Linked DNA regions of Sus scrofa: all the other regions are linked to region 4. The links are chromatin contacts, called in public Hi-C and promoter capture Hi-C maps. All regions are on one chromosome and are shown on one strand. Each heading gives the region's core, a stretch centred on a gene start, on an enhancer-like site or on the middle of the called end of the contact. The rest is flanking DNA. Distances are from core to core; before and after follow the strand shown. Region 1 holds the start of BAZ2A (bromodomain adjacent to zinc finger domain protein 2A). Region 2 holds the start of NACA (nascent polypeptide-associated complex subunit alpha). Region 3 holds the start of PTGES3 (prostaglandin E synthase 3). Region 4 holds the start of NEMP1 (nuclear envelope integral membrane protein 1).

Region 1 (4,404 bases), core at 1,181-3,680, 410 kb after region 4:
GCGAGGTCAGGGATCGAACCCACAGCCTCGTGGTTCCTAGTTGGAATTGTTTCCACCATGCCACAACGGGAACTCCCAGAAAAGATTTCTAATTGGGAGTTCCCTTTGTGGCTCATGGTTATGAACCTGTATCCATGAGGATGGGGGTTCTATCCCTGGCCTCACTCAGTGGGTTAAGGGATCCGGTGTTGGCATGAGCTGTGGTGTATGTCGAAGACTCTGCTCAGATAATCCATTGCTGTGGTTGTGGTGTACGCTGGCAGTTGCAGCTCTGATTAAACCCCTAGCCTGGGAACTTCATGTGCTGCACATGTAGCCATAAAAAGCAAAGTAAAAGATTTTTAAGATGATATGATTTCATATTCTGAATAATGGCGTCAAGTGGTGAGGTACCCACTGCAGAAAATTGATATTCTTCCACTTCTCACCAGTTGGCATTTTTTTCCATATAGGTGAATATGACCATCTCCCAGAACAGGCTTTCTATATGGTGGGACCCATTGAAGAAGCTGTGGCAAAAGCTGATAAACTGGCTGAAGAGCACTCATGAGGGAGTCCTTTTGGCAAACTAAGTACTCATCCTCTTTGTGGCCCTCTCTTGCCCCTCATCCAAAATGCAGTTTTCCCTGTAGGCCATGAGAGCCTTGATTGAAGACATTGTATTCTGTCTGAAGAGTATTTAAGGTTTCCAATAAAATGTACATCCCTCATCATCTGTCTGTTGTTCTTGGTCCTAAAAACAAAGCCAACACTGAGGTTTTTAGCAATTTTAGAATAGTCACAAGAAACAGCATGAAATGGGCCATATACGTTTGAAATGGGGTCATCAAAAAAAGAAAAGCTGCTAGTTCGGATTAATAAACTAGCATGAGTCTTGTGAGGAGTTTCCTGTGGATGATGTGATCTTACTAGTAGGGTCTCAACTTTGGCCTTTTATGTTGTTCATGGCAAATCAATTTTTTGGCTCTTCAGTATTCTATTTAGCACCTTATTTGATTAAAAAAGCAAAAGGGGACATCCTGCTGTGGTGGCATCTCTGGAACCTTGGGATGCAGGTTTGATCCTAGCCCAGCACAGTGGGTTAAAGAATCCTGTGTTGCTACAGCTGAGACTAGCTCAGATCTGATCCCTGGCCCAAAACTCTATGCTAAATAAAAAGGTTTTTTTCAGAAAAGCACACTGGGAAAAGTGGGTTGGGTGGTTTAAAAATAAGTGCTACTCTAAGAGAAGTAAGGGGTTAATCAGTGTTTTGAAGGATTAATACTGATCTGTGCAAAATTTGAGTCAACCCACCACCGCCCCACCATTGCCACGGTTTTGTTTTTTTTCATCATGTATTTTGGGCAAGACTTGTATGTGGTTCCTTGAGGCAGTGCAGGGTTTAAAGTGCCATTAGCCCTATTCTAAGATCCCTAAAAATTGAAATCTGTTACAGAGGAATAGTAATTTGCAGGGTTGCTGGGCTTGGGGTTTCTCAGCTAAATAGTGGAATTAGACAATTGCCCCTTCACTTTAGCCAACCGAAAGGTGCAGGATTATAAGAATTACTCAAAGGCACACCCAGTTTCAAACAAGTACTAGGTCGGATTTGGTGCTCCTGAAATATTTTCTGGGCCCAGACCCATATCCTGCCCTCTGGTGGTAGGGCTAGAGGCTCTGCACAAACTCTCATCTCACCATTTTGAAATCCTTGAAGGCCATTTGCAGGGATGTGGTTCTTAGCTAATGACTGTTTACAAACCGGCTGGGGCTTTTGTCCTGAGGAGGAGCCTGAATCTATAAGCTCCACCCTGAGGCATTCAAGTTGATTAGGAGCCGGGTAGGACAAACATCCCAATTCAGAGGCCCCCGGGGGCTGAAGGTTGGGGAGGGGCCTTGGGAGAGGAGCCAGGGGTGGAGTAGGGGCCTCTATAAGTTTCCTCCCATCTGCCTATGACGTCCTTGGCACCAGTCTCTTCTGTGTCGTGATCTGGACGGAAGGTGGAGCCCCTGAGCTGCCTGTGCCTGGTAGTTTGCTCCCAGAAAATCCTGAATTTGGGGAAATGCTGAGTTATGGGGTGGGGGCACACATCCTCTGGGTCAAGACTGAAGTGGGGTAAGAAGCTGGTGCAGGAGCCCCCAGGGCCGGCCCTTTTTGCTCCACTTTCCCTTGTTATCCAGATGCAGACCTGGGAACTACGACCCTAAAGGTCATTTCTATCCCTCCACCCCCACATTTACATCTCTCAGCATTCATCCAGAAACTTCTTCCTCTCACTACCTGCAACTGTTTATTTCCTTCCTCCTTCATCGGTCTCTTCTTGTAGCATGCCACTGGAGTGTCAACACAGATCTAACCTTCCTCCATATTTCTCCTGGTTCTGCCCCGTCCTCACCGCCTCCTCCCTCTCCACCCAGAGAAAGCCCCGCCCTTCCCTCCTCCCTCCCCACCCCAGTCTGTCACACAGGGACATCACCCTACAGCAGTTCAGGCTGTGGTTCGCAGGAAGCATACATTGGCTTTTTGATTCGTGCTGGTTCCCAGCTCACAGTTTGGGAGGATCTAACACCAGCCTTCACGTGAAGGGGGAATCAAGGACGGTGAGGAGCTAGGTGGTCCCAGCCCTGAAGCCCAGCCAGCCTGACATGGGTAAGTATGAAGACCGGCCCCCCTCGGGGAAGGCCTGAGGGATGCCTACCTCCCTCCCTGGCTGACTCAGCAGGGGTGGGGCCTAACCTTTGCTCTTTTGAGGGGTGAAGGAGGAGACGCCAGACTATAGGGGCACAGGGCTCAGCTGATGAGGCTGCCGACCACGAACGTTGGAAAGCTCCAGCTCCAGGGAAGAACCTGAGACTGCACCTTAGGTGGGGGCTTTCCCACCTCACCCCCATTTCCCCAGCTCCTTGAGCCTCCCACTATTTTACACTCACTGCTGCTCCCCCCTAAAAAAAGTAAAGCCTACTTTTGGTCTCATTGGAAGATTTTTTAAAGGTGTATCTTCCCCCATTTTCTCCTGGGCTTTTTAAGTCCCTGTCTTCTTTCCTCCCCCACCCTGACCCACCACCAGGTGGGGGCTGCACTGAGCAGCTGCTTCCTGTTGCCCCAGAGGTTGCTGCAAGGGTGGTGGTGGTTGGGGGAAAGCTGAACTAGAATTCAGAAAGCACAATTCTCACAGTTCTACATCAGCCTCACTAGGGCTGCTGTTGGCGGTCCCCCTTGCTCCAGTCACTGAGAAGACTCAGAGAGGGAGGACTGACATTGAAAGGCCTAGGAGGCCTAGGAGGTCTTTGCTCTCGTGGCTTCCTGATTCCAGAGACTTTTAAACTTGGGCCGAGCTTGAGGAAAGAGGCTGTGTCTTTCCACCGCTGAAGAGATTGGGTCGGTGAGGAGCTGAAACAGGGAACCTGTGCACCTGGTAGGGCCGCTGTTACCCCCAGCAGGCTCGGCCTCGAGTTCCCTCTTTGGCACCTTCACTCCTCGGGAGTCCTTGTGACTCTCACTGTCTTTCATGCCCTCCTTTGTGAAGAGATCTTTGCCAGTGCCCCCGGAGCGCAGGCGGAGCTCTCCCAAGTCCTCCAGTTCGGACCCACCACCCTCCCCCACTTCACCACCCAAGTTTCTGTCTCTTCTTCCTGGGATCTGTTCTCTTCCTCCATCTGGGATCCTTCCTGGTTCTGGCCCCTAGGAGACGCCACCAGCGTCCCCTCCCCCAGAGGATTCTTCGCGACAGCCCTATCGGAGCGTTCGTCCTTACCCCAGTAGCTCCTGCCCCTTTAAGTGCTCCCCCCCCACCTCCCGCTCCGCCGCGGCCGGCCCAGGGCTGGGGGAGGAGGCGCCGCCGCCGCCCGGCTCGGCCACCTGCGCCGCCGCCGCCGCCGCCGCCGCCCGGCCCTGCTCCAGGTGAGGCCTGGCACCTACGACCGGTCCTGGAGTCCCTGGGCGGGCCGCCCCTGCGGTCCCCTTCCCCGGGATCCCCGCTGCCCTGGACGCAGGATCTGACCCTCCCCCTGCGGGAGCTGCCCTTCCTCTCTCCCCCGCACTATCTACTCACCCATTTCTCTCCTGTCCTCTGCGACCGGAATCCGGAGGCTTCTCACGCCTCTCGGCCAATCTCTCCAGGGTACCCCTCCTACTCTGGACCTAGGATCTCCCCCTCCCCCGCGTCTTCCTCGCCAGAAAAATCTCCCGCGGTCTGGGTTTCTCCTCCTCCCTCTGGAACCATCGCTTTCCCACGCCATCCTAACCTCCAATGGGAGGGGGAATAACCGCCACCCTAACTCCTTTCCGTCCCTGTATTAAAGGAGGGGGGTGGGGGGGTTATAGAGTGGAGTCACTTTCAGGCCCGGCTCCGCTGAGCCCTTCAAGTTCAACTAACTCCCATCTGAAGCTTTTCTGTAGCCCTCATCCCACCCCATCTTTAGGAC
Region 2 (4,676 bases), core at 923-3,422, 330 kb after region 4:
TTTTAATGAGCCCTTGATAAAAACTGGTATCCTAGCCCATAAAATAAATTATAGACTATATTGTGCTTGTATAAAAGAATTCGGTTCTTGGAGTTCCCTAGCTTGGGAACCTCCATATGCCATGGGTGAGCCCTAAAAAGACAAAAAAAGAAAAGAATTTAGTTCTTAAAGATAGCAGAAGCATGCTTAAAGACATCCCTAGCTCTGATTTGCCATCTCCATATAAGAATTGTAGATAAAGGGCACAGAACTGATTTCCATGTCCAAACTTGCCTAGTTTACAAAGAAACCCAAAGAAAGAAAATACATTCTTCCTTAGCTAATCATTGGCAGAGTTAGAAAAGTCAGCGGACTTGCTGGCAAAGAGAAATGGTCAAAATGTAGCTTTATTTGTCTAAAGGACCTGGCCCTTTCTTCTGAAGGTACATGGACTGACTGACTGACTGCATTGACAAATCTCCTGGGTCACTATTTACTTTGGTAGAATTTCTATCAACAATTTTAATAGTAACAATAAACATTTTTTAAGTAATGTAATTAATCTTCCTAAAAATCCTATCAAGTAGCTACTATTATCCCCATTTTATAGATAAGGAAACTGAGATAAATATGTTAATTGCCCAAGGTCACCATTAGGTAATCAAGCCAAGATTCAAAGGAGTCTGGCTTCAAAATCCGTGTTCATTACGTTCAGAATGGATAAGCAATGGGGTACTACTGTACAGCCTAGGGAACTATGTCCAACTTCTTGGGTTAGAACATGATGGAAGATAGTATGAGAAGACAGTATAGTAAGAATGTGTATATATGTATGACTGGGTCACTATGCTATACAGCAGAAATTGACACAACACTGCAAATCAACTATGCTGTAATAAAAATAAAATTCATATTCATATCCACAACATCGCTTCTCCTATTTGAAGAAAATGTCAGAATTTTTCATTCCTGATAAACTCCTCTTTTTCATTTAATCCTAATTCATTAACCCTAAGCCTCAGTTTATTATGGCAAAATACCAGAAAATTTAAAGTAGTTTTCAGTACATTTAAGTGCTCTGCTTATCTTAAAAGGCAGCCAAAATTGTCTTAAAGCCAGTAGCTCAAGTAGCGTTGGCTGATTTAGTAATTGTTGCGTCCTTTTGGAGAAAGGATATTGGAATCAATACCCTAGCCTTTTCATTTACAAAACACTTGTTACAATCTACCTTTCAAAACTCCTACTTTTGGAGTTCCCGTCGTGGTGCAGTGGTTAACAAATCTGACTAGGAACCATGAGGTTGAGGGTTCGATCCCTGGCCTCGCTCAGTGGGTTAAAGATCCAGCGTCGCCGTGAGCTGTGGTGTAGGTCGCAGACGCGGCTCGGATCCTGCGTTGTTGTGGCTCTGGTGTAGGCTGGCAGCTACAGCTCCGATTCGACCCCTAGCCTGGGAACCTCCATATGCCGCAGGAGCGGCCCAAGAAATGGCAAAAAGACAAAAACAAAAACAAACTCCTACTTTTGGGAGTTCCCTTAGTGGCGCAGCGAAAACGAATCCAACTTGGAACCATGAGGTTGCGGGTTCAATCCCTGGCCTCCCTCAGTGGGTTAGGATCCGGCGTTGCCATGAGCTGTGGTGTAGGTCGCAGATGCGGCTCTGATCTGGTGTTGTGGCCGCGGTGTAGGCCAGCAGTTACAGCTCTGATTAGACCCCTAGCCTGGGAACCTCCATATGCTGTGGGTGTGGCTCTAAAAAGACCAAAAAAAAAAACAAACAAAAAAAAAAAAACTTACTTTGTAAAGTGTGGGGTCCTGAGCCTCTAGAACAGATGTGTTTCAAGATAAAGTGTCCAAAATAGAGGCAAAAAGAATTGTATGTGTGCCTATGCTCGTTTTTTGTGAGGGGAATTTATGCCTTGATAATTTCAGTCTAAATTATATACTCCAAAAATAAGACAATCGAGGGTTAACCTAAGTCTCAGCTACCTTCCAGTGGTGTGAACAATCTCTGTGGCATTGGAATATTATTTAATACCTCACGTTTTCCTACATTCCTTCCTGAGAAAAGGAAGTCAGTAGTAACACCGCAGTGGGCTACATTGCCAACAGGAAAGCAAAGGTTGTTTCTCACACAGTTGCCCTTCGCGTATCAAAAATCCCTCGACCTGGGGGACAGGAAGGTGTCGGCTATCTAAGGACTACACGGCTCGGAGCAGAGTTCCTGCCAGGCCAGCGCGTCGCGTTCTGAATTCTTACCCTTATTTAGACCTTGTCACCACCCTTCCCGGGGAACAGCCGGACGGCTCACTGGTAGGAAGTGACTACAGGCAGCTCCTGACCCGGAATCGGATCCTGGCCCCGCCCCCTCCGCCAGGCTTCCTTCTGCAACAGGCGTGGGTCACGCTCTCGCTCGCTCTCTTTCTGCCGCCATCTTGGTTCCGCGTTCCCCGCACAGTAAGTGCTGTCTTCGCCACTACTTTTATCCGCAGCCATCCGCCTTTCTTGCTGGCTGAGCCGTCCCGAGGACTATCAGCTAAGGCGAACTGGAGGTTTTATGGGGCCACCGGGTTCCTACTCTGCCCTGGGCAGTGTGGCCTTGGGGCCCCCGGACAAAATGGGGTCTGCTGTTTATATCCTGGCAGTAGGGCAGAAAGGCCGTGAGCCGGGAGTCCAGGGCTGGGTAAATGGGAGCCATTGCGGCTGTGGGGATGGAAGTGGGGTGCGTCTGCTGTTGGAAACGGCTTCACGAGGACCCAGAGGAGGTTGAGGGGTCATAGCGTTGGAACATTCCCCCCCAACACACACACACCCTTCTTTAGTGTGACAAGTGAATATTGGGACTGAGGTCACCTTTCCTCTCCTGGTTCCCGAAAGTCGGGCAGACGGGAGTCCTGGAGGTCGTGACCCAGGAGAGGGGGTGAGGAGGGAGAGGTGGTTCAGTATAGCGTCTTCCGTCTCCCATGCTAGGGAGCCTGACGGGGATTCTCTCCCTCGGATTGAGAATGCAGCGATGATTGCTGCTCTGTAGGATTTGGAGTGTTGAATGAAACAAATTCCTGGGTACTGAGAAATCCGCTTTGTGGGAGTGAAAAAGCGATAATAGAAGGTGATTCTCTTCATCAGAGGATTACGTCGTATTTCTCACCAGTGTGGGGAGGGTTCTCCCGAACACCCGTCTTATGCAAAATTTTAAAGAGTATTTGACTGGGTTGGGCAGCAGAACGGATCCGAGTCAATTCAGGCCTCCTTTTTATTCCCTTCCTTCAGAAATGCCCGGTGAAGCCACAGAAACCGTTCCTGCTACAGAGCAGGAGTTGCCACAGCCCCAGGCTGAGACAGGTAGGTTCCCCTAGATCCTTGTTAATTAAGATTGACCCTAAAACCATTTGGTGGTAACATGACGAAGACAATACACTTCAGTCTTTTAGTGTTAACTCTATTAAAGACGGGGAGCACCTGATAGTGAATGTCTTGAAGGGACTTCCTTAGGGAGTGGAATAAAGTATATTTGAGATTCAAGAGTATTAAAAGCTCCCTGGCCTGCTTTGTATATTATGGCACCTACCTCAAAGGGAGTTGTGCTATGGAACCCTCCCCCCACATAGGAAAACGGAGCAGGGAAGAGGCTCAGTGATCCTTACTTATTGAAACTAGGTGACCCACTGGCAGGCCAAGGAGACTTGAGCTTTTGTGAAGTTCCAGCCACCAAGTTGCATCAAGGTTTTAGATGGCAGTGCTTGGCATTGTGCCATCATCACATGTTTGGATGAGATGTGTGCTGGTGGTAAATGTGTCCTACTGGGATCCAGGGCCCTCCAAGATTGGTTATCTTGTTTTATGGATTGGTGCTGAGATGTTTCTAGTGTGCTGGAACAGCTTGTCTGGAACCCAGGATTGGGATAGAGCCTTTTGACCGCTCTTCAGCTTTGGAATTAATGGATATAGAACATAGTGTAAAGGCAAGTTTTTAGTTCTGATTAAAATACCTCTCTATAAACTTTAAGAGGGGTAGTGGAAAAAAATTGTTTTATAATAGTCTTCTTGCTGAGACAGTTATGCAAAATTAACTGAAAGGAATATTCAGGCTGTGACTTCATCCTCACCACCTGCCCCCCCCCATGGTAATTTCTTTCTTTTTTTTTTTTTTTTTTCCCAAAATTCCACCTGTCACTTAAGGGCAATTTCTGTCGCCTTTTGGAATTAGAGTTGTTTATAGTTGAAAGCATTAAGGTTCTCTTTCCCCACCTGTCTGATTTTAGCAGCTGAAGGGATTAATACAGCTGCTAGAAAAGAAATAGGAGGGGCCCTCCGAGCTAGGAAATGAGCCATATGAAGTCTTGAACTACAAGGGACTTAAGGAAGGTAAAAATAAAGGACTGGTCTCTAAAAGTCCTATGATTTCAGCGCCAAACAAAACTTTCAAGAACCTCATTGAAGAAGGTGATTTTACAAATGTGGAGAGGGAAGTTCAGATGAACTTAGAATAATCTGGTTTTGGAGTTCCTGTCTTGTGGCTCAGTGGTTAACAAACCCAACGAGCAACTATGAGGACACAGGTTCGATTCCTGGCCTCCTTCAGTGGGTTAAGGAGTTGGCGTTGCCATGAGCTGTGGTGTAGGTTGCAGACACGGCTCAGATCTGGCTTTACTGTGGTGTAGGTCAGTGGCTGCAGCTCTGACCCCTAGCCTGGGAACCTC
Region 3 (4,498 bases), core at 469-2,968, 370 kb after region 4:
CAATTCGATCCCTAGCCTGGGAACTTCTGTATGCCATGGGTGCGGCCCTAAAAAGAAAAAAAAAAACCCAAAAAACAAAACTGACAAATCGTTGGAGTTCCTGTTGTATTGCAATGGGATCAGCAGCCTCCTGGGAGCACTGAGACACAGGTTCAATCCCTGGCTCAGCACAATGGGTTAAGGATCTGGCGTTGCTGCAGCTGTAGCCTAGATAGCAACAGAAGTTCAGATCTGATCCCTGGCCAGGGAACTCCATATACCTCAGAGAGGCCAAAAAAGGGGGGAAAAAAAAACCTGACAAATTGTTTCTTTGTTCCTTTTTATTAGTTTTTGAAATAGGCCTAGGAATTTCTCTCTCAGGAAACTGTTAAGATTAAATTTGTCTGGCGTTCCCACTGTGGATCTGTCATTAAGGATCTGTCATTGCCACAACTCTGGTGTAGGTTCCAGCTGCGGCTCAGATTTGATCCCTGGCCTGGGAACTTCCATATGCCGGAGTGCAGCCCCCCCCAAAAAAAATTAAAGTTGTGAAATGAATCTAATACCAAGTACTTTCTTTCTGCCAATTCAGGTGGCAGACTTCTCTCCCCAAAACCCTAACCATACATGTTTGAATCTAGATTTTGCTCCCTACTGGATACAGAACTTTTTGATGAATTTGAAAAAGAGATCTGATACAGTTAGCTCCCATCAGCTAATGGATGAGATTAAAGGCATGGATAAAACCAGATTACAAGTTATCTGTGAAACTTCTGAGGAGCCACTTCCAGAGCTACACTAACATGAAATCCTTTGAAATATATCCAATGGGAGTAGTAAATAAACTATAAATTATGATGCAATGGATTTGAATTTTCAGAAATTTCTTGTGTGAAAGGCAGTTTTTCTCACAGCACTTGATAGGGGAAATTGCCAGTTTTTTCAGGTTGCAGACTTTTAAATGCCTATCTTCAATTCAGTTCCATTTTCAGTTCATCTTATGTTGTTGCCAAATTAATCTTTTTAGAACACAAATGTTACTCCCATTCAAAAAAACTTCAATAGCTTCCCACTGTCATAGAAATAAGTCAAAAACAATTAGCCTGATAATTAGTGCCACCATTATTTATGACCTACCTTCCCTCTACACTCTGGATTACCTAGGTCAGAGATTGGTAAACTTTCTGCAACCACTAATCTTTGCATGGCCTTCAAGAATGATTTTTACATTTTTAAAGGGTTGAAAAAGAAAATCAGAGTTCCCATAGTGGCTCAGCAGAAACGAACCTGTCTAGTATCCATGAGGAAGCAGGTTCTATCCCTGGCCTCACTCAGTGGGTTAAGGATCTGGCGTTACTATGGCTGTGCTGTAGGCCGGGCAGCTGCAGCTCAGATTTCAACCTCTAGTCTGGGAACCTCCATATGCCGCGGGAGCAGCCCTAAAAAGAGGCTACCAGTGGAATTGGAGTTGTAGCTGCTGGCCTTCACCACACCACTGCAACTTGGGGTCTGAGCCTTGTCTGCAACCTACACCCCAGCTGACCGCAAAGCTGGATCCTTAACCCACTGAGCAAGGTCAAGGATCAAACTCGCATCCACATGGATCCTAATCCAGTTCGTTTCTGCTGAGCCAGGAAAGGAACTCCAGACTCAAACATCTTGATGTATTTTGTTTTCCGAAATAAGCAGTAGGCTCCTTAGAATGACAGTATTTTTTTTTTTTTTTTTTTTAAAGGGCTACGTGGGCAGTATATGGAAGCTGCCAGGCTAGGGGTCAAATCAGAGCTGTAGTTGCTGGCCTACCCACAGCCACAGCAAGGCCAGATCTGAGCCGCAATCTGCAACCTACACCACAGCTGATGGCAGCTCCCCACCCTTAACCCACTGAGGCTAAGGATCGAACCCGCATCCTCATGGATAATCCAGTTTGTTATTGCTGAGCCACAATGGAACTCCAGAATCACAGTATTTGAGAGCTGGGGTTTAACTTTCTTTAACAGGATTGGAGCCTAGGGTCCAATGTCTGTAGTTCCCAACACCTGCCTTGCATAGCATAGACACTAATTAATGCTGCATATGAAGCTTCCAAACACTCTCCAAAATGTCTTACGGCACTTTCCTTAAACCTCCTCTGTGTCCTAACAAGCAGCGTATTGATGTATTTCTCCCTTACTTCCCGGCTAAGCGATTTCTAGAGTGGACAAGTTACCATTTTGATTCTCTTGGTTAGTAACACCCATTAGCACCTAACCAGGTAACAGCTGAAAAAAGATGAGGTTTCCCCCCTCCCCTACAGGATCAGCCTGGAGACTCCAAGTGTCCTGGTCTCTCCATTCCCGCAAACTTAGACTCATTTAATAACTTTCCTCTCGCATCAAAGCAGGTGCGAATGCCGGTCAGCCAAAGACCTCGAATTTCCGCGGCCCCTGGACAGGTTCTCCACCCCTCAGAAAGACGGCGAGGAGGACCCAGGCCTGTGACTCAGGTTAGCCCTTTCCCTCAAATATCACCAGCGGAGGCTTTGCCCATCTTTTTGCCGTAGACTGTTTTCTCAGTGAGCCGATGTACTCCCTCAAGTAACCGATCCCCTATTTCACTTTTCAAGCCTCCAGACTCTGCGTCCATCCGCCTCGGCCTTCCTCCCTCGGTTAACGCGACAGTTTCTCGGGGAGATCGCCCAAGGCGCGTGGCAGGGCGGTTAGGCGACCAACGGTTTCCACCGCGAGGAGGGGGGAGCGGGCAAAGCGGCGGGAACCAGTCGAGCCGGAGGCAGCCGACGTGGGGCGGGGCCAGCCCCGGGAAGGATCGCGAAGGAGCTGGGAAGCCCCGCCCTTTCCGTAGATATCTCTAGAAAGCCGCGCAGGAGCCCGAAAACAAAGAGTGCGCACGCGCGGCGGCTGGGCCCGGGCATTTTGCTGCGTCACCAGCCGCCGCCCGGCCTCACCACCCCTCGCTCGCACGCACGCACGTTCATTCTCCGTTCTCGCGCCCCTTTTCCTACACTTTCCTTTTCTCCCCGACCGGAGGAGTCGCTCTGCCCGCGCGGTGCATTCTGGGAACCCAGGTCTAGCCCGCCGCGCCGCCGCCGTCGCTTGAGGGAAAAGCGAAAAGAGGCCGCAATCGGGGAGAGGACGCCAGAGTCGCCACCGGAGAGGAGTCGACTGCCTACCAGCTGCCGCCGGAGAGGCCCGCCCACCCGTTCGCCCGTCCCCTTGCCCCGTTCACGATGTGAGTGCGACACGCCACCCAGGGAAGGTCGCCCTGGAGGGAGGCCGAGGCCGCGCGGGGGGGTGCCGGGAAGCCATCCCTTCCCCTCCCCCGCTTTCGGCTCCCTCGGCTTTTTCCCCCTCGGTAGCATTCGTTCTTGCTTGGGGGTGGGAGGTCCAGTATCCTTGTTCCGGTTACCGTTGGCGGGTGGAGGACATTTTTCCTCCAGATGTCCGCTTCCCCCATCTCTAAACCTTCCCTTTGCTTCCCCGTGCCGGAAACCCCACTTTCCCCCTTCGGCAGTGAGGGCTGCTCCCAACTCTTCGTAACTTAGCCTTAGGCCTTAATCTCCTGTGAGCTTTTGGCCACGCGGGCGCCTCGGAGGCGTGGACCCTCGTGGGCTGCCACTCCGCTCCTAGCGACCTAGGTCTGCTTCTGCCGCTGTGTGATGCTGGGACCAGGCCCGGGGACAAGTGCACCTGCGGTGGGTCCTACCCCACAGCTGCTGGTGCTCTTCGTAAGGCACCACGCGGCCCTCCACTGCGAGCGACAGGTACTGCTAGGCAACTGGAGGGAGGGAGGCCATGCTGTCGCCGCAACTTACTTCCCTCTCGGTGTCGTGATTGCCAGAGTATGGGTGTTTCCAGGCTTCTTCTTAACTCAGTCTCGCGAAGGGAGTGGAGGTTGCCAAAACTCAGCCGTTTCCCTGGTAGCGAGGCTTTACAATTGAGCAGGGAGTTCTGCACTTGTTAGAGTTGAAAGATACTTAGGGATATTTTCTGTGAAACTTTAGGTGAGGTTTCGTTATCCTATTTTAATTTAAGGATGAAACAGGTAGGTAATTGCCTTTTTGTTGCCTTAAGTTTGTTTACGTGGGGGTAATTTCAGATCTTTTAAAAGTCTTAGTTTTATGATAAAGGAAAACATTTTAACCGAGTGCGGTCTCTTGCATTGCCATTCCCAGCTTTACATTCTTTTCAGGAAAAGCCTTACCTTTTCAGATGTGAGAACTGCCTATTTTACAGTTTTTTGGTACCACGTACTCCTGAAAGTTACCTATGGAGATCAATTGAGGGGAAGAATTTTTATTTCTATAAAAAGTAATGGATTTTCAAGGGTTTACCTAGTAAAATGGTGATATTTGTGGTGAGTATATTGAATTAGATGTCTAAATGAATAAGGATACACTGTAGCCAATTGATGGAGAAGAAGGTTTGAGAAGAATGCATGTATTACTGTAAAATGACATGTTAGAATTTTGGAAGGATTTCCCCCATCCCAAGAAGTGGTATGTAATAGAAGACTTTAATCT
Region 4 (4,317 bases), core at 846-3,345:
ATTATTTTCTTACATTAGTATGGTGCATTTGCCACCATTAATTAAATAGTGTTGATACAGTATTATTAACTAAAAATCTATAGCTTACTCAAATTTCCTTAGTTTTTAACCTAATTTTTCTTTTTCTGTTCCAGCATCCCATCCATGATACCACATTACAATGATACCACATTACATTTGGTTTCCATGTCTCCCCAGTCTTCTCTTGGCTGTTATAGTTTCTCAGTTTCCTTGTTTTTGATGACCTTGATAGTTCTGGGGAGTACCGGTCAGATATTTTGTAGGATACCTCTCTGTTTGAAAATTGTGTTTATCTCATGCTTAGATTTGTTTTATGGGCTTGGGGGAGGAAAACCACAGAAATACCCTTTTCATCACATGACATCAAGGATACATTGTACCAATGTGATTTATTACCCCTGATACTGACCCCTCTAGGTCAGCCAGGGGAGTGTGTGGTGTATGTATGTTAGAGACATATAGTTTGACCATTGCAGTGGAGGTGGCCTAGACTTTTCTGAGGATGAAATTTCTTCTTTTGTCCATGGCTCAGCCCCATCTTGTCATTTTAAAAATCCCTTATTTTGAAAGTTTGAACCTTCCCTAGCAGTAATCTCCTTCCCTGAATTTCCCCTCAACCCACTAGGCTTCATCATCTCTAGGATTCCTACCTGCCACTATCAGATCCTCTCAAAAATAAGATGCTTCACTTTGGACTAACATTTACTGAACACCTGTTATGTGCTAGGTACTCTGCTAGGCCCTCACTGTATAAGTCATTTAAGGAGAAGCACCTGATGCACAGAAAGACTTCCAGCAGGAGTTCCTGTTGTGGTGCAGCAGAAATGGATAGGATGAGGAACCGTGAGGTTGCAGGTTCGATCCCTGGCCTTGCTCAGTGGTTAAGGAACCACAGCCCAGCCCAATGAGCTATGAAATCTTGGGCAAGTTCCTTTACCTGTCTTAGCCTTGGCTTCTTCATAAATAAAGCTATTTGCACTGGGAACTGTGTCTAGTCACTTATGATGGTGCATGATAATGTGAGAAAAAAGAATGTGTACATGTATGTGTAACTGGGTCACCATGCTGTACAGTAGAAAACTGACAGAACACTGTAAACCAGCTATAATAGAAAAAAATAAAAATCATGATATTAAAAAATAAATAAAGCTATTTATCTCACAGGATGTCGTGAGGAAGAAACAAATTTCTCTTAATCCTTGCATGCATTTTGCTTTCAAAACAACCAACCAACAAACCAAACAAAAAAACACAAACCTCTACCAACCACTCTATGACTGTATTTTTTTAATGATTTTTATTTTTTCCATTATAGTTGGTTTACAGTGTTCTGTCAATGTCTACCGTACAGCAAAGTGACCTATATATATATATATATATATATATATGCACATTCTTTTTCTCATATTTTCCTCCATCATGTTCCATCATAAGTGACTAGATGTAGTTCCCTGTGCTATACAGCAGGATCTCATTGTTTATCCACTCCAAATGCAATAGTTTGCATTATCAACCCCAGATTCCCAGCCTATGACTGAATTTTTAAACGTTAATGTTTATTCCTTACAAAACTGTCAAAACAATTTTTTGTGCGTAACATTTCTATTTTAAATCATTTAGGACTTTGGAGAACACAGTCCTCTTACTTAAGCTTCCCACAACAAAAAGATCATGGTAAAAAGGGAACGAATGAAAACAAGGAACCTGAGATAGATTCCATGGAAATTATCATTTGGTAAAGAGGGCCTCGCCCATTCTAATTTCGTATTGGTTATGCTTACCATCAATCACTCTAGTTGTAAATAAACTGGAGACGGAAGCATGTTGTTAAGGGGTGGGATCTTCCTGTCGCCATTACTAAGGTGAGGACCCGTTTTCTAATAGGCTGAAAGCTGCTTCTTCCCGCCCTCTCGCGTCAGTTGCTGAGAGGCGGGACTATAGGATCCGTAACCAACGGAGTGCTCGAAGCCCCGCCCATCCGATTGGTTGGTAGGGGGCGGGTCTTGTAGCGGATAGGCTGCTGGCCCTGCCTGTTCCGGGTTAGTTGCCGGGGAGAGGCACGTGAGGAAGAGGCGGCGTGTGGCGACCATGGCGGGAGGAATGAAAGTGGCGGTCTTGCCGGCAGTTGGTTCCGGGCCCTGGAGTTGGCGGTCCGGGGGCTGTGGGGCAGTGTGGCTGCTCCTGGTCCTTTCCGGCTGCTTGGTCTGCGGCTCAGGTACCGCCCGGGCAGCAGCTGCCGAGGGGGCGGGTGCCGAGGGGTTATATTTAGAAAAGTGGGGAGTGTCTGCGGGGCGCTGGCCGTTTTTCTGCAGAGGGGGCAAGGACGTGGTGCAGAGGAAAAAAATCTTCATCCTCGGTGAATGGGCGCCGGCACTGAGGAGCCGGGGCCCTGAGGCGGCCTGGGGGAGCTACCTAGAGTGGGGAGAAGCCTGGAGCCTTTTGGCAGAGACCGGGAGGCCTGAACTGAGTGAGAATTGGTCCTGGGGCTGCGTCGCGCTGTGCGGGCCTCCTTAACTTTTTTGGTTAAAAGGAAGGTGACTCGAAGACCGAATGGGCAGGCAGAGCTGCAGCTGGAAAGGGAGCAGCATCCCATTCATTCAACAGATGAGCAACACATGAGCGTATGCTATCAGGACTCAGGTCGGGGTAGCCGAGCAGATATAGTTCCCTGAAAAGCCGTGATCTCTGTCAGTATCTGTCATTTCTGCCCCTTAAGATTCTGGCCCTATAGAACCGACCTGGAGTTGTTAAATTCCCGTTACCAAAAAAAGATACAAACGCTATTCAGTATCTAATATATTCGGAAATTTATTCATTTCTCAAGATGATTTACTTGGTTGCCGTTACTGGATCATTGGTTTTGGACTGTCATGACATTGTTTTCCTTTTCCACTTGAATCCAGAAAACCTAGAATGTGTTTGTAAAACCTCCCTTGTACCCTTCATAAATGCACAACAGAAAGATGAATGAGGTTTCCAAACATCCACTGGACGGAGTTCAGACTCATGGGGTTAAGGATAATCTTATCTCCTAAATGCACATGACTTCTTACCTCTCCCGTCCTTTGCTGCCTATCTCTTGCTGTCACTTATGATTATCCTTAGCTGCAGCTTTAAGGTTGTCTCAGGATCCATATAACTAGTTCCAAGGTGCAACGTCCTTCTGAAACGGTATTTTTTAGGGAGAGGGGAGAAAGTATCCAGGAAGGTACTTTCCAGAGGCAGAGCCCACAGTAACATTTGAAGGGCTGCATATGATCTGAATGAACTCTGGCTAGATGTTTGTCCTTAGAAGTTGTGTATTACGGAGATGAAAGAACACATGTGTATCAAAATGCTCCTACATAATCATTGAGTAGTTAACAGGCTCAAAGTTACTTTAATGAGGACAGAAACAGGAGAAAGGTAAACTCGGGATAAATGTTCTTTATGGCCTAGAAGATCATATAGGTGGCAGCTGCAGAGACAGTCATGTAATAGAATAGAACTTTCCAAAACTGAGAGGTATCTAAAAAAATGGAATACTTCAAAAGGCAGGGAGTTCTTTCTCTGGAGGTTTTTGAAAAATTTGATTATAAAAATAACGGGAGTTTATTTTAAACTATATGGCAAGCACAATTAAGTATAAAGAGGTAGAGAAAGCACTCACTGTTGATTCCATTCAGAGGCAGTCCATTAAAACACACTTTCTTTTGGTCTGTTTCCACATGTTTTGTTTTTTGGGTTTTTTGGGTATTATGTCTTTTTAGGGCCGCACCCATGGCATATGGAGGTTCCCAGGCTTGGGGTCGAATCAGAGCTGTTGCTGCCGGCCTACACCAGAGCCACAGCAACGCGAGAAACGAGCTGTGTCTGCAGCCTACACCATGGCTCACGGCAACGCCGGATCCTTAACCCACTGAGCAAGGCCAGGGATCGAACCCACAACCTCATGGTTCCTAGTCGGATTCGTTAACCACTGAGCCACGATGGGAACTCCATCAAAACATGTTTAAGATCCTTGAAACATCTTGTTAAAAATTTGTGACCCTGGAGTTCCCGTTGTGGCTCAGTGGTTAACGAAGCTGACTAGGAACCATGAGGCTTCGGGTTCAATCCCTGGCCTTGCTCAGTGGGTTAAGGATCTGGCGTTGCCGTGAGCTGTGGTATAGGTTGCAGACTCGGCTCGGATCCCGCGTTGCTGGCGGCTACAGCTCCGATTCAGCCGCTATCCTGGGAACCTCCATACGCCGCAGAAGCGGCCCAAGAAATGGCAAAAAGACAAAAAAAAAAAATTTGTGACCCACACCCATGCCA

Evidence for each region. Promoter capture Hi-C pulls out the DNA fragments that hold promoters and counts their contacts. Hi-C and Micro-C count contacts between places; a contact is called where the count stands out from the background.
Region 1: a contact with region 4 is called in a promoter capture Hi-C map of fetal liver, with 2.4 times the contacts expected there. The contact joins the promoter of BAZ2A here to the promoter of NEMP1 in region 4. A contact is called at or near these places in 1 of 5 promoter capture datasets (fetal liver), 2 of 47 Hi-C or Micro-C datasets (heart right ventricle and skeletal muscle) and 2 of 2 datasets of contacts at active chromatin or transcription factors (alveolar macrophages and skeletal muscle).
Region 2: a Hi-C map of differentiating spermatogonia shows a contact between it and region 4, with 2.6 times the contacts expected there. The contact joins the promoter of NACA here to the promoter of NEMP1 in region 4. A contact is called at or near these places in 2 of 5 promoter capture datasets (fetal liver and liver), 1 of 47 Hi-C or Micro-C datasets (differentiating spermatogonia) and 1 of 2 datasets of contacts at active chromatin or transcription factors (alveolar macrophages).
Region 3: a contact with region 4 is called in a Hi-C map of skeletal muscle, with 4 times the contacts expected there. The contact joins the promoter of PTGES3 here to the promoter of NEMP1 in region 4. A contact is called at or near these places in 2 of 47 Hi-C or Micro-C datasets (heart right ventricle and skeletal muscle) and 1 of 2 datasets of contacts at active chromatin or transcription factors (alveolar macrophages).

The regions. Positions count from the first base shown.
Region 1 is chr5:21,981,059-21,985,462 of Sscrofa11.1, reverse strand. It overlaps BAZ2A (bromodomain adjacent to zinc finger domain protein 2A), which reads left to right and starts at 2,430. Exons shown (of 29, transcript XM_001927752.7): 1 at 2,430-2,629. The coding sequence starts at 2,626. It overlaps ATP5B (ATP synthase subunit beta, mitochondrial), which reads left to right. Exons shown (of 10, transcript XM_001929410.5): 10 at 453-713. The coding sequence ends at 550.
Region 2 is chr5:22,055,592-22,060,267 of Sscrofa11.1, reverse strand. It overlaps NACA (nascent polypeptide-associated complex subunit alpha), which reads left to right and starts at 2,172. Exons shown (of 9, transcript XR_002343981.1): 1 at 2,172-2,433; 2 at 3,221-3,318.
Region 3 is chr5:22,020,050-22,024,547 of Sscrofa11.1, reverse strand. PTGES3 (prostaglandin E synthase 3) reads left to right here and starts at 1,718. Exons shown (of 8, transcript XR_002344304.1): 1 at 1,718-3,739.
Region 4 is chr5:22,387,875-22,392,191 of Sscrofa11.1, reverse strand. NEMP1 (nuclear envelope integral membrane protein 1) reads left to right here and starts at 2,095. Exons shown (of 9, transcript XM_003481636.4): 1 at 2,095-2,236. The coding sequence starts at 2,110.